2 separate regions of the Anas platyrhynchos genome follow, and region 2 is linked to region 1. The links are chromatin contacts, called in public Hi-C maps. All regions are on one chromosome and are shown on one strand. The core of a region is the stretch at or near the end of the contact, and the rest is flanking DNA. Distances in the headings are between cores, read along the strand shown.

Region 1 (7,201 bases), core at 3,114-5,613:
ATATGTAGTTTAATACTTAATTAAACAATCCTAACATAACTAAGACATAGTTCAATAACACTTGAAAGCTTCCTTAAGACTTCCCATTAAAAATACAGTTATCATAATTAAAGATGGGAGCGTGAGAACCTGAACTGTGCATTTAAGATCACAAAGAAAAGCATACTACACTGAGAACGGTCTTGTTTGTAATTACTAAGGTGGCGAAATCTAAATCTAAAAATTCTACTACAGTTAATTATTGTTTTGTTTGTTTGTTTCTAGTGATCTTTTCCTTCTTGACCAAGAAACATAGCGGTAAAATATTGTCATGTGATGAAATACAAGAGTTTTTATGATTAAGAACCTGCAGGACAGCAGAATTAAACTTCTGATCCTGATTACTGCAGTATTGACCATGGTTTATCAGGAAAATATTTTAACATGTCAAGAGGAAGTTTTCACAAAAACTTAGTAACAAACTTCCATAAAAATGTAACCTCTACTTAAACTGAAATACTATTGCATTAAAATGTGTGTAAAAACGTCAAAGATTTTCAATCTTGAACTACATGGGAGACAGAGGTGCTTCCTCTTAATTAACCCTCACTGTTTTTAACTCCTCACCTCTTTGTTTTGTGGGCTGATGTTCCTCCTCCTCAGTGGGTTCTGAAGGGTCATAATAATCACTGCCATAACGGAATCCCACTGCATTATAGGTACCATCTTCTGCCAAAGCTTCACTCAGTCTTTTATATTCCTCCTCTTGAACAAAAATACAATTATCAATTAATACAAGATATATTAAAGCTAATGCTTTTTAAAAAAAGAAAAAAAAAATGATTCTTACTTAAGTTTTTAGATGAGACGTTTTCACCTGTTTTAACTTTCATTTAAAACTGAATAGAAAAAGACAGCATGTAAATATGCTGACCATTTATGTCTCCCTAAAGAGATAAAGGCTGAGGGTTAAGACATTCTAACATGATTATTCACAGAAGAACACTGACTTTCAGTTATACAACACTGAAAAAGAAGCAGGGTGTGTTTATTCTGTTGTTTTTTTGGGGGGTAGGGTGGGTGTCTGAAATCCCAGTCTGCCCTCAGAATCAGGGCAGTTTCTGTGTGGATCTATATTTAAACTATCCTGTGGTCCTCTCACATACGCAAAGACTCCCGCTTTTCGAATCCACTGGATACTGTCAAGATAACATCAGAAAAAAAAGAGAGTATAAAATAAGTAGGAGTAAATTTAATTAATTTCAAAATTATTTATTTAAACATGCTAACTCAGGAAGTTTCCTTGAGCAATACCTTGCCTCGCCTCCTCCTCAAGCAAGTCCGTATGCAAGGCTAAATACCTCTCTTCATCACAGAGGGCTTCTATTCTAGCTTCCTCTTCAGACAACTGATAATCTCTGTTCCACGTGGAATATTCAGCATCATATTCAGAAAGGTCATGCAGGTGACCACGCCCATCATACCTGCAAGATGAAAAAGCTGGTCAATGAAAAAAACTTAGGGCTTGAGTTTATGCGACTACTTAAATACTTACCCATTAAAAATGAAAAAAAAATACTTATACGTTAAAGCATATTTCCTTTTAGAAGTTACGTTTAATTTTGCTAATCATTTGTCACCAACTACTGAAAATTTGTTTAATAGGCTAGATTCCTCTCAAAGAAACTAATAAATTATTACAATTAAAGGCAAAGGTATCCTTTAATAGTTTAAGTGGGATCCATTTCCTTAACAGCTCTTACCGTACGTGGTTCAACCAACCAATCAATGTCACTTGCAAAATATGTTTTTCTGGAAAGTCAAATAGCTTACATTCACACAAACCCGAATACATAAATACCTATCCGTAAGAACCAAACGGTCGAAATTTCCTCGCTTCTTTCTGCTAGTCCCGAACTCTCAGGAGATATCTTCACCATAGAAACTTGCGTCCATTGGAGGTAAAATCATGGCTAGGCTCGGCCCCTAGCCATTTGGCTGAGGAAATAAGTTCTGGGTTATGTGATAGAGAGACACACATACATAGGAACAGTAACATATACATGCAATTCAAGGAGGTTCACCGTAAAAACGGCTAAGATCAATGACGTACACTTCCTTTCTACTAAGCAGAAAATTTTATTTGCAAGAAAAGCGTTGCATCAGGATAATGTTTATGCATCAGTAAAAGAAACTGATTGAAAAGTGACAGTAAACTCCACTCCGCTGAGGTGTCTTCCCACACACAACTCTTGACTTGTGCCAACTTGCTAGACCAAAAACAAAGAAAGTAAATATTCTAATAGCAAAGTTAATGAAACACGTAGGTCTGGTTAATCAAGCTCTGTCCACAGGCAAACTTCAACCCATGTCTTCTCATAGCAATGTGCTTTTCTCAAAATGGTGAAAATGAAGACTGCTGCTGGAGATAAAAAGAATCTAAGCTTCCAAAGGAGTTTATAGGATTAGTAAATACAAGCTTCCTTAACTTACAAATGTTTGTTATTTGAACTTTTTAGTATTGTATGTATGGATGTGCATGCACATACTTCATTTTTGCTCCCAACAATTTCTGTAATTACAATAAACTGGGTTACTGCTGTACAGAACCACAAAAATGGCCTCTACCTCCTAATGAAATACGCCATACAAGTGAGTTGCCCTTAGAAGTGTGCATTATAACACTTCTCATGTAAGTAAAATATAAAATAACTTATTTTTTACTCATGTTTTTGTATTTATTGCAATTTAACTAATTAAACTGTAAGAATCCAAAATAGTGCAAGAACATCTCCTTTCCCTGCATTCTTATGGATTTTTTTTCACGCTTTTTTTTTTTTTGTTGTTGAATCGGAACAAGAAAAATCATGCTTAGCATCACACCAATGATGAAATTGGGGGAACAAATATGTATAGTATGTCATGTGATCCTTTTCAACCCAAAACCCTTCCATCTTTCCACTGAATTTTTCAGGATCAGCCACAACTCCTCTTAAATAGTACTTTCATTGCTCCACTGACATATACCCAACCTGACTTCTGATTTTCTTTCTCCAGATGTATATTCAAAAGATTCTTTCTGAATAAATTATTTCTAAACCCCATCCTGAACCAGTGAGACTTCTTAAGAGACCAGAAGAAAAACCAAACCACTAAATTCTGTTATACTTTCTGGCCATAAACCTGTATGTACTGCAAAACAACCTAAAAAGCCACCTCTGCCATTAAATGTGAGGAGCAAACACCCCTAATGAGACCCACTCTGCCACTAACATACATTAACGCATGGCACGAGGAAAATGTAATTAGACCATGAATTGCTCTTTGGGTATCACGTCAACAACTTGCAGTCAGACTACACAGGATAAGTATGGAAGCCCCACTTTCCCTAAGGATAAATGGGTAAATGCCTTTTCGCTCCCTGCCCTACGCTCTAGTTGCTTAGAGAATGCAGAAAGCTACCTATCAGCATTCCAATGCAATAAGGCTTCCTTGGTTTCCATGTGAGGATAGACAATAGTAGGGGTTTGCACTGAAAAGGTGCAAAACCTTCACGTTCTCCACTCCACAAACCCTATCCTAGCAAGTGGAAGAGGAAGACACAATGCACACTGGATGCCCGAGGGAGGGGTACCTCCCCACGCTGCCAGAGAGGGGAACCCCAAGTTCCCGTTGCCTGGAGGATGTCAGCCTTACAACAGCAGCACTCAAAGCACCCTAGCAGGAGGAGCAGCCCTCCAAGCCTGCCAGTGAAGATCCCCACACATCGATCGGCCAGAGCGAGCCCTCCATTGCTCATCCCCCGCCCTCGCTTGCCCACAGCACAAGGGGAGGAACAGAAAGAGGCTATAACAGGAGATCTCGCAGCAGAGTCTGGGGGTTGTGGTACACCGACCTATCGATCATGATCTTGGGGTCTCCCATCCAAGGAATAAGGTGTCGCCCCTGCTCCTGGTACTGAGCCTTCTCATCATCTCGAAACAGCTTGCAGGCATAGCCGAACACCAGCAGCTCCACACGGCTATTCCCACCTCCACCTCCTCCTCCTCCACCTCCTCCGGGGGGCCCGGGGACCGCTGCCCCGCCTGACAACAACATGAGGGGCGGCGGGCCTGCCTCTTCTGCGCTCCGGCGAGAGCCCCCGACCCCTCCGTACATCACCGGGGGACGCAGCGGGGAGGAGGAAACTCGCAGCAACAGCGACTGTCCGAGAAGCGAGTCCCCCAGGAGGCCGGGCCCGCGCTAAACTCTCCAGCTCCACAGCACCACGGTCGCCATCACCCGAAACAAAATGGCGACGCTTCCTCTTCCGCTGGCCGAGCAGAGGGCGGCCCGGCTGCCGGAGCTCGGCAGATTCGCCTCAGCTCTCGGGACGGGGAACCCGCAGCCCCCGAGGCGCGGTGAAGCTCCGTGCTACCGGCGGTGGCGGGGTGGGGCGGGCGGAACGCTCTGAGGCGACAACAGTCGGTGGCGTGGTGGCCACAGTGACGCGGGGGTGTGACGAAAGTGCGGAACCCCGGGGGATGGGAGGCTCAAGGGAAAAGGGGCCTGGGAGCCGTGGGGGAGGGGCTGGTGGCTGGGGAAGATTTGTCTTGTAGTTGATAAAACACAATATTTGCTAATATATATATATAGTCTGGGTCAAATTTTCTAATGATGTTTCCCTCAGTGTGATATTATTTTCCTGTTTTTGGTAAAAACCTGTGTAACGTGGCTGTTATATATGGAGTGGTCATTCGTGTCAAGAAAATGGTTGATATTAATAAAGAAGGGGGAGATTTGGGAATGTGGCCATGGGGGTTGGAAAGCCCCGGGGTTGAGATAACATTAGACTCTTAACGACGAGGCCATCAGGAATATAAAAGAGTTTAGAGGGAACAAAGAAGGGTGGTTCAGGAGACTCCATGCAGCCTGGGGTTTCTTGTTCTCCAGCTGGTTCTCTTGTTCTCCAGCCGTTAAGGCGTGGATGTTTCTGGGTGTTTGCTGTTGTTGTTACGTTCAAAGTTGCTTGACCAATGAAAAGTTGTTTTGAAAAGAACTGCTGTGGAGAGAAGGGTATAAGAGGGGAAACTGCCCTCAAGATAAAAGAAGAAAAAAAAAAGGCAACACGATGAAGTTACATCATCAATAAAGAAGCAGGAAAATGAAGTTAAGAGGAACAGGCTGGCAGAATGGAGACCAGGACGGGAGCAGGCACTTTGCCTCATGAAGATAGGTTCACCAAACTCAGCAAACTGCTCAGAGAAGCTCGTACAGAAAGTCGCTGGGAATAAGCGCACTGGAGCTGGAGAAAAGCTCAAGCTGAGAGAAGTGGACCTGTGCACACCACTGCCTCTCACTGGTAAGCAGCTGCGCATTGTGGGGAATCATACATCCTTAGGAACAAAGACTGTCCTGGTAACCTTACAGCTTATTCTCCTTCTTAACAATCGGACAGTTCACGAGCCTGAAATACGGGATCAAACTGAGGTCAAGGTGTGGGACTCTGCAACTAAAAACGACAAGGTTGCAGTGGGATTGCTCGGCATCTGGCGAGAAATCTCTGAGGCCTTAAAGAGCCCTGTGGAGCCACAATCACAAACATGTGGCTTGCCAGACAGTGAGGGAGCTGCGGGCTCCTTTACTGATCCGACTGCTACGCCATCGTCATCGGCCTCTCTGCTGCCAGAGCCATCGAAGGCTTTTGCTGTTACGCCCCCTGATGACCTGAATGTGCCTTTTGACCCAGGCCCTATTGGCCTTGAAAAGGAGATGGATGTGCTTTTCTTTGATCCAGGAAGAACGGGATACATAAGGCCTGAAGACCGAGTTGCTTGACAACTTGAAGCGAGACACGTTGTTCAAAAGGAATGGAAAATGGAGACTGTTAAGTCATGGAACTTACAGGATTGTTTGTTACCTTTCCAGATTGTACGTATGTATAGGCATACTCGGGTTTAGTATGTCAAGCAATGTTCTGTATATTTAGAATGTTTGATGTTCGTGTGTGCGTGTTGGTGGAGCGTTGACTCCCTGCACACCCAGCACTGTTTACTTGCCTTTTATACCTTTTAGAAATATTTGTTTTATAAATATTACAAAATTCAGATTGAGTTGAGACCTCATTTATAACAGTGGCCAAGGTGACCCTGCTTGAGCAGCAGGGTTGGACTAAATGATCTCTGGAGGTCCCTTCCAGCCTCAACCACTCTGTGATTCTGTGAAAAACAAACAAAACCCAAACAACCAAAGAAACACAGTAACAATAACAACAACACAAATTACAAAACAAACAAGCAAAAAAAGCAGTAACAACTAAGCTCCTCAGGAACTTAATATGAAGGATCAAGTCGCTTTGCCTAATTTACAATATGTTTTGTAATTAAATGCATCATGTTTTGCAATTCAAAATGGGACTTAAACCATAGCTTTTGTTATGAGGAATTTTGGACACCAATAAACACCGACAGAGCTGCTGGGCTTTTCCAGTACAAACGATTTACCAATGTCACCGCACCCAAGGGAAAGAAATATGTAAAATAGTGTGAGAAAAGCAATGCACAAACACTGGAAAAGAAATGGATAGCTTGTATCTGCATCTAGAAATACCTGCTACTTCATAAATGTGGTGAAGAAATGTAAAACTTTTCCTTGAGCAGTTCTTCTTCCAGTTTTAGTCATAAAACTGAGATGTTATCCATGGGGTTACCACAATATATGTGAAAGTGAACTGCAAAATCTCAGTAAACTTTATATAATGCTACTTTTAAGTAATCATGATGCACGTACACATATATCTGGAATTCCTTGTGCTATAAAAGATGGTTAAAAAATGAAGTTCTTGAAGTTAACAAATCTGTAACCCAGAGCATATTTCAAGTGGAAGTTATTAGTAACTGATTGCTTCAGAGCCATGGGTGAAGAAATCTGCAAAAGGTAGGTGCTTTGGATGTATCTTGCTGTCATGCAAAAGTAATGACTGAGATATTTTAATGTAGAGAGTAGTTCTTAGTATAACACTCACCTTTGAGAAACATGGAATACAGACCTGAATACCAAGGAGACGGGGGAACAGGCCTGATCATCATTCCACAATTTTGTACCAGTTGGGAAACGCCTGGAGTAAAGAAAAGTGCAGGAGAAAACAATAAAAAGATTAAGGAAGACAAACAAACAAATTGATTTTGAGGGCAGTGTAAAAATGCAATTAAATACTAATATTTGGTGAGGATTTTGTGACTTC
Region 2 (7,201 bases), core at 1,473-3,972, 490 kb after region 1:
GGAGAAAAATCAATCTCTAACTTTGTTTATAGACCATTCAGTGTACTTTATAAACTTCTCAGTAGTGTTACAGATAAATTACTGAACTACTTTTTCCCCTTCAAACATAAGTGGTAATACTATCTGATTCTTTAATTTGAATTATTAAAATAGATGGCCAATTAAAAAGTCCCCTGTTGTAGGTTTTGAGCTCTTCTCTAATATTTAAAAGTCACTATAAATTACTATGTGGGATCTAGGTTTTATAATCATGTATAAATAAGTGTTCAGAGCATCTATAGAATATCTGCTCCAGATAATCACATTCAGCAAAGGTAAAAAAAAAAAAACAAAAAAAACACTTCCAAGCACTCATCAACAGCATCAGATTGCTATCTAAGAGATTGGTGTCCACAAGATACCACTAGGTAATCAGCAAAATAATTGCCTTTAAAAGATCTTTGTTTCCTATAATTTGACTCAGGTTAGCTGAGAACAAACGTAGCAACTCACTGAAGCAGATAAAAAGATTTACTTAAAGTAAAAGACAACCTTTATTACTAAGTTATTTAAGGACAAATGAGGATTGGTACAAAAGGTACTATTATGGGAGATAAATAGCTCCAACAGTATCATATTTTAGAACTGCTTTATCAGTAAGAAGAAAAACCATTTTGTAAACTGTAAAAGAAGGCAACAATATATGCTAGCAAGCAATGCAGAGAAAGTATACCTCCCACTGGTAGAAAAGTATCTGGAATACGAGCTCAAGCAGGAATGGAGGTCTACATGCTGATGTTCAAGGCGACACAGGAAATTACACTGAAAAGATTTTAAGAGGAAATTAGTCACTTTCAGCATGAATAGGTAACATGGATCACACAGTACTAAAATTCAATCAAAATATGCATTTGAAAGTCAATTTTCATTTTTTTTTTTAACCATGTAAAGCTGACATAAAATGAAAAAGCATGTCTTACTCCAAGTTTCATTAACAGACTATACTCTTGGAAAATAAGCATTTACTAAGTCAATGGTGAAGAGCAGATGCAGATCTGAATTTTTTCAGAGAACGAAATTCAGCAACTTACTGTCATCGAAGCAGTTTACAATGCCTCTACAATGCCAAGTTTAAATTCCTCATCCAACACTGGAACAAAATTATTTAAATACATAAAATATATAAATAGTATTGGATTATTATACTCAGTATCCAAAAGTGACATTTTTAGAAACAGTTGCTGCTCAACAAATAATGTTGGAAATAAAGTTTATATACACTAGAACCAGGATACTAATAATTATGAGTATATACTAATAATTACAGATAATTATAGTTTGAAGTGGTACTTGATAGCAAGCACCTATGGACAAAACCACACCACTACTAAAGACCTTCTGCCTTCTATAAAATGTCCATGATTTATTTCCTAGAAGCTCTCAGGCCCTTAAGGCCTGCTGTTGCATCTATTCAGCACATTGGTGAGTTCCTTATCCTGTGAGCCCTTGCAGTCACTGGTTTTGGTGTTGTAGTGGAGACCTAAACATTAATAAAACACAGTGTTTCTCAACCCTTTTTGGCCTAAGAGTTAAAAGAAGTCAACTGACCACCTTGTGACCCAAACGTGCAGCTTGCCTTTTTACATTTCCAGTCATGATATGGGTCCTTCATAGCTGTTTCATGGGTGACCCCAAGCTGTGGCTTAAAACCGCAGGGACAGTGGGATGCCTAAACCTGGCCAGCAGAAGTAGCAACAGTGGGAGATGCAGTCTGTCTGCTTTTGGTAATGACGTGCAGAAAGCAAACTCCACAATCAGTAAGATTGTAAAGTAGGTGTGTTTATTCAGCACTGGGCAGCACAGAGGGTAGTCCCACCGAAGTCGTGCGCACCCCAACACGGCACTCGCCTGGGTTATACGTGGTGAAGAGTTACATATGCATGAAGTTTCTTGAGATGCCTATACATATGCATGACCTACCCCCACTTTGTATTAAAATTAGTTCCAGGGAGTCATTTTAATAGATTCCTCCTAGCCACGCTTGTGCAGTGTATTCTGGTAGTGGTCGCTGGGGGTCATGGTGATGAAGATTAGTGAGTCTTCCTCGTCACTGCTAGTTGACCTCTCATCTCAGCACAGACTCATAAGCTTCTCAGCTTCTGCTTAAACTGCATATTCAGTTTCAGTTGGTTCTTGAAATGTGTTTCCTGTTTTCTATCAGGAACTGTTTTTCGTGAGGAATCCCAGAATTTCCTGCCACAGTTTCTTTGCACAATAGGTAGCGGAAGATATAGTACGTGTCTCTTACCTGTCTTATTTACTGAAATCCTTTTAGCTTCCTTTCACATGCTCGTTAGTCTACCTTATCTACTAAAATTCTTTCAGCCTCCTCTCAGTAACTAAACATGAAATTTTAAGAAGCCTGTCTGCAGTCTATCCACATTGTACACCAGAGGATTACATTCATTAAAAAAAAAAAAAAAGGCACATAACCACGTAACAATTTTTTCCAGCTCTTCTCCTTAGTATTCCCTTGCAGGCCCACCGCCCCTCCCTGCCCTTCAAAGCGCCCGCCGTGACTACATCCCCACCGCCACCCCGCGGGGCACAGTCGCCATTTTGATTACCTCAGCCCCGCCGCGCCGTCAGCAGCGCGAGGACGCCTGCGCGGAGCCGCGCGCCATTTTCCCCTCTATTCCGCCCCTCTGCGGGGCGCATGAGCGGTGCGGGTGGCGGCGGCCGTGAGGTGGGGCGGGGGGTGGGAGGGTGGCTGAGCAGAGCCGGTTGAGGGGCGGCCCCGCGGCGGGCAGGGCAGGGCCGGGCCGGGCCGGGCCGGGTGCTGACGGCTCCGAGAGAGGAGCTGAGGGAAGGCTGAGGGGCCGCAGGAATGAAGGACCGGCTGGCCGACCTGCAGGAGGTGAGGGAGGCGGGGGCTGCCCTGGCCGTTACCGCCGCGGCCGCTGAGGAAGCGCCTCGGGCGCGGCCCCGGGTCTCCGCGGGGCCGGCGCCGCGTAGGAGGAACGCGGGGGTTGACCTGGTGGCCTTGAGGCCCTTTAATCTGTCGGTGTGGCTGGCTTTGGGGCCCTTCTTTAACCTCTCGGGGAGTAATTGAAGGGCCCCTCTCGGGGTCCTTCTTTAACTTCTCCTGCGTAATTGAAAGTACGCAGGAATTTCTGTGATAATTCCTAAACGCCACATACGCATACAACTTGGCCTGTGCTGAGCTGTGTGAAGGTTTGGGGCTCGTTTGTCTTGAAGCTCTAAGTTCATATTTTCCAGATAATAAAAATATGTTTTGCAAGGTCCAAAGCTTCACTCTTCTCTCCAAAGGGATAAATTGGCATGCAAGGTCATTAGAGCACAATATCTTTACCAGGAAAGATATATCGGAGCAGTGCCAAAGAAATGAGCATTTTCTTTCATGTATACTTCAACCCTTCTTCTGTTTCCTGTTTATAAACATGGCCAGGTTATGGGAATATGCACCAAATTTCAGTAGTGGTAGTTGCTTCCCAGAAAGAGGAAGCAGTAAGTGGTGATCTGTGTTTGTTTTATAATGCCAAACAAGTACACTTCCTTTTGATGGAGGGGAAGCAACAGTGGGCTGTGTGTATATATTTTAAAAATAAGTAAATTGTTACAATTTTTTTTATTGTAGTTGAAGGTTTTTACTGTATGTATATTTTTTTGGCCCGCTTTAGTATTTGATATCTAAAAACATTACTGCAGGAGGCTATTTCTTTAACTAAAGCATTGCTGCAGAAAATTACTGCTTTAAGTCTAAACACTAAGGTCAGTATTGCTGAATTGCGTCATATGTTCATCAACGTAGTTAAGTTTAGAATTAATGAATAGATCTAAGACTTGAAACTGAAGCTTCCTTATACCTAGAAGGAAGTCCTTTAACATCAAGTGAAGTCAACAGCTATAGAAGAGTCCGTGTTTTATCACTTAAAAGTTCACCGTTGACATGAAGATTTGAAAAGTTGTGTGTCACAAGAGGTGGGCTCTGTAAAACTTGATTTGCACAGGGAATTTGTAGAAGTAATTATTTCCATTTTGCCTCTTTATCTTAAATATAAAAAAAAAAAAAAATTGATCAGCAATTAACGTTTATTTGCCTATTTTCCATAGCGTTTCAATCTTATTATTGTAGTTCATCACGTTTTATTTGATTAAAGCATTCAGTGAAGGGTAGAGCTTCTATATTGTCATTTTTAAACAGGTCTGGGCCTGCAGAATCTTAAGGAATTACTGAATCTTACCTCTTCCCCTTAAAATAATGTTATTTTGTATTGCATTGGTTATGTTTTTCACGTCAGCTTCATCTGCTGTGTTTTTGGCAAAGACGTGATGTGCCACACAAATAAAGTTTGAGATGCTAATACTTCAGCCAGTGCACACACTATTTAATTAAACATGGTGCTGCTTCTAGAAGAAACTTAAGTTTGCAAGACCTTATTTATGCTTGTGGATTTTAACTGACAGCAAGCAAGTTTTGTCACCAGACGTGGTAATGTTTACCTAGATTTTCCTATGTCTTTACAAAGAAAAAGAAATGTTACTTGTCAGTGCTTATGGTTCATTAAGATATAAAATTACCATATTTTTTTTTGATCCTTCCGTCAATATCTGGTATTTGGTAGTTAAACAGTGCTAAAATAATTGCCTGAGAAACTGTTGTAGACATGCAGATCGTTCAGGTAATACTGCATTGTCCTACTTCCCTGCTAGAAAAAAAATCATGCCTTTTTCAGAAGATGGGAACCTGAGTTGTATTTGTCTGCTTCAAGGGGCTTATTTCAATGTTTTTAAACTATGCTATGCAGGCCAATATGAACTTGCTTCAGCTTTAGAAATCTCAGTTACCAGATACATTTCTCAAATACGATTGATAGTTGGTCATATCCCAAACTGGTTTGGGGTATTCTTTAGCCCAAATTAATATAAGATTAAAATTTAAAAAAAAAAAAAAAAAAAAAAGGCTCTCTCTGGTCCAATATGCTGCATATAGCAGTGGTCAATAATAGATATTTTGGGAAGAAAAGAAAAGCAGGGCAAGTATATAGCAATGATTCTCTAGAATATTTTCCAGGTCTTCAATGGTTTGATGTTAAGGGATACAAGAGCACCTTAAAATGACTTTACAAGAGCTGTAGGATCTGCATTCAGACACTGTGTTCAGCACATTTAGCTAGTGTTAGGTATTAAAAACGTGTGGTCTTTTAAAGGGCTGTTTAATAAAAATTGCTTCAATGTTTTTTATATTGTTAAACGGTCTCAAAGAAGAGGTAAAATGTAAACCCCTGCTTTAGCATGATATTTTAGATCTCAAGGTTGGGGTGCAACCTTCATAACACAAAAATTGCTGTCTCGAATGCTTAAACTGATGTAGAGGTGTATGTTAAAATCCATTTTTCCTGTTTGATAGGTAAATCATTCTAAATACATTCTTTTTATCTTATTACTCTTGAGTGTTACTGAGGGAATCTTAAACTTTTAAAAGTGCTTAGACTAGATTGCACTTGATTGTAGCTTTTTTCTTGTAAATAAGGAACAGTAACTTGAACAGAACTGCACTGATTTTTGTAATTTGTTTCTGTGCATTTAGTTATTGTCCCACAGACTATTGAGGAATGAGTGAACAACCACAAAGTCAAAATAGTTAAAATGGAGAGAATTGGGATAATATGGAAAAATACAAAAGGAACCTTTTCAGAAATGGGAAAATATTACTGGCTGCCTTTTTTCCTGAGTTAATCTTTCACATTGTCCTTCACTCAAACACAGAACTTCCTGAAGAAGAGCTTTGTTTTCCATGTCATAAAAGCATTATTTCATATAGTTGGTTATCTTATGACGTTTTTTCTGTGTTGTACAGTAATGCTACTAAATTCATGTTAATGATTGACCTGCCAAAGCTGCCTGATAAATCTCCTTGGTAAGGAGAACCTCTTCAGTGAGAGAAAATACTTGCTACTTTAGTATAAAAGAATTCTTGAAACCCTGATGCTGTATGAAGAAACTGAAACACCTCATGTTCCAGGTCAGGAGAGATCTTTGTACCTTTAGATGGCTGACATCTAGAACAATACTTCTGGAATCTGAAATTCTCTGACAAGTACTTAAAGAGAAAAGGCTTGGAAGGCTTTGACTTTAACATGGGAGATGTGATATAATAATTAGCCTTTCTAAAGACAGGCGTTTTATATAGAATAGAATAATGAAGTTAGGAGGGACCCATGAAGGTGCTTCAGTCCAACTGCCTGACTGCTTCAAGGCTAGCCAGAAGTTAAGGCATATTAGTGAGAGCATTGTCCAAATATCTCTTGAACGTGCATGCATGGGGCATCATCCACCTAAGAAGTCTGTTACAATGTTTGACCACCCTCATGGTGAATAATTTTTTCCATAGTAGCCAGTCCAAAGCTCCCCAAGTGCAGCTTTGTGTTGTTCTCACACGCCCTGTCCTCAGGGAGCAGAGAGCCACGCCTGCCTCTCTGCTTTCCCTCCTCAGGAAGCTGCAGAGAGCATCCAGGTCACTTCTCAGCCTCCTTTTCTCTGGACTGGATAAAAGAAGTGATTCTAGAGTGTTTTAAAACACATAAGTAGTCATTACACAAGTAAAGGGTTACTTGTATAACAAAGGTAATGAGTTACTTGGTACAGGCAACCATAAAGATTTACAGTATCGTCAACGTTGCTTCCTTTTATGCCATCCAGTTGGCTGAGTAATATGGGAGTGCGTTGAGTACAAGGGAGTTAAGTTGCAGTTTGCAGGGACTGCTGTAAATCTAGTATTTGCAGTCCCTCAGATGTGGTTTTTGTATCAATAATAACTTCGGTACAATTATTTGTCCTGTAATTTCTCTGGACAGATTTTAAAGGAAATGTCCATCATACAGAGAGAGCAGGGAGGCACCTGCTGCATTCTCAGGGTGGGAATAGGATGGTGTGCAAGACCTCTGCTCTCAGCATGCAGCTACAGCCTCTTGTCTGCTTTATATCAGGTATTTTTTTGGTGATACTGCTTATACTATGGAGGAGAGGCCTAGGAGAAGGAATACCTTTATGCGAAACTCGATCTTGGTTGAGCCGTGTGCTTGTGAAAAGGTGTGTCACTTATGTTGAAGAGTTAGTGAATAAGCCGTATACTAGGTAAGTGATGATTTAAGAACATAAAGAACAGAGGTTGACAAGTCAAGTGTCTTTCAAGTGCTGA

The links. Hi-C and Micro-C count contacts between places; a contact is called where the count stands out from the background.
Region 2: a contact with region 1 is called in a Hi-C map of liver, with 3 times the contacts expected there. The contact joins the promoter of STX2 here to the promoter of SFSWAP in region 1. A contact is called at or near these places in 2 of 8 Hi-C or Micro-C datasets (liver and subcutaneous adipose tissue).

What each region holds. Positions count from the first base shown.
Region 1 is chr16:12,978,878-12,986,078 of IASCAAS_PekinDuck_T2T, forward strand. SFSWAP (splicing factor SWAP) reads right to left here and starts at 4,364. Exons shown (of 19, transcript XM_005018083.6): 1 at 3,875-4,364; 2 at 1,294-1,463; 3 at 607-744. The coding sequence starts at 4,137.
Region 2 is chr16:13,473,999-13,481,199 of IASCAAS_PekinDuck_T2T, forward strand. STX2 (syntaxin 2) reads left to right here and starts at 2,723. Exons shown (of 11, transcript XM_027470141.3): 1 at 2,723-2,896. The coding sequence starts at 2,867. RAN (RAN, member RAS oncogene family) reads right to left here and starts at 792. Exons shown (of 8, transcript XM_027470142.3): 1 at 713-792.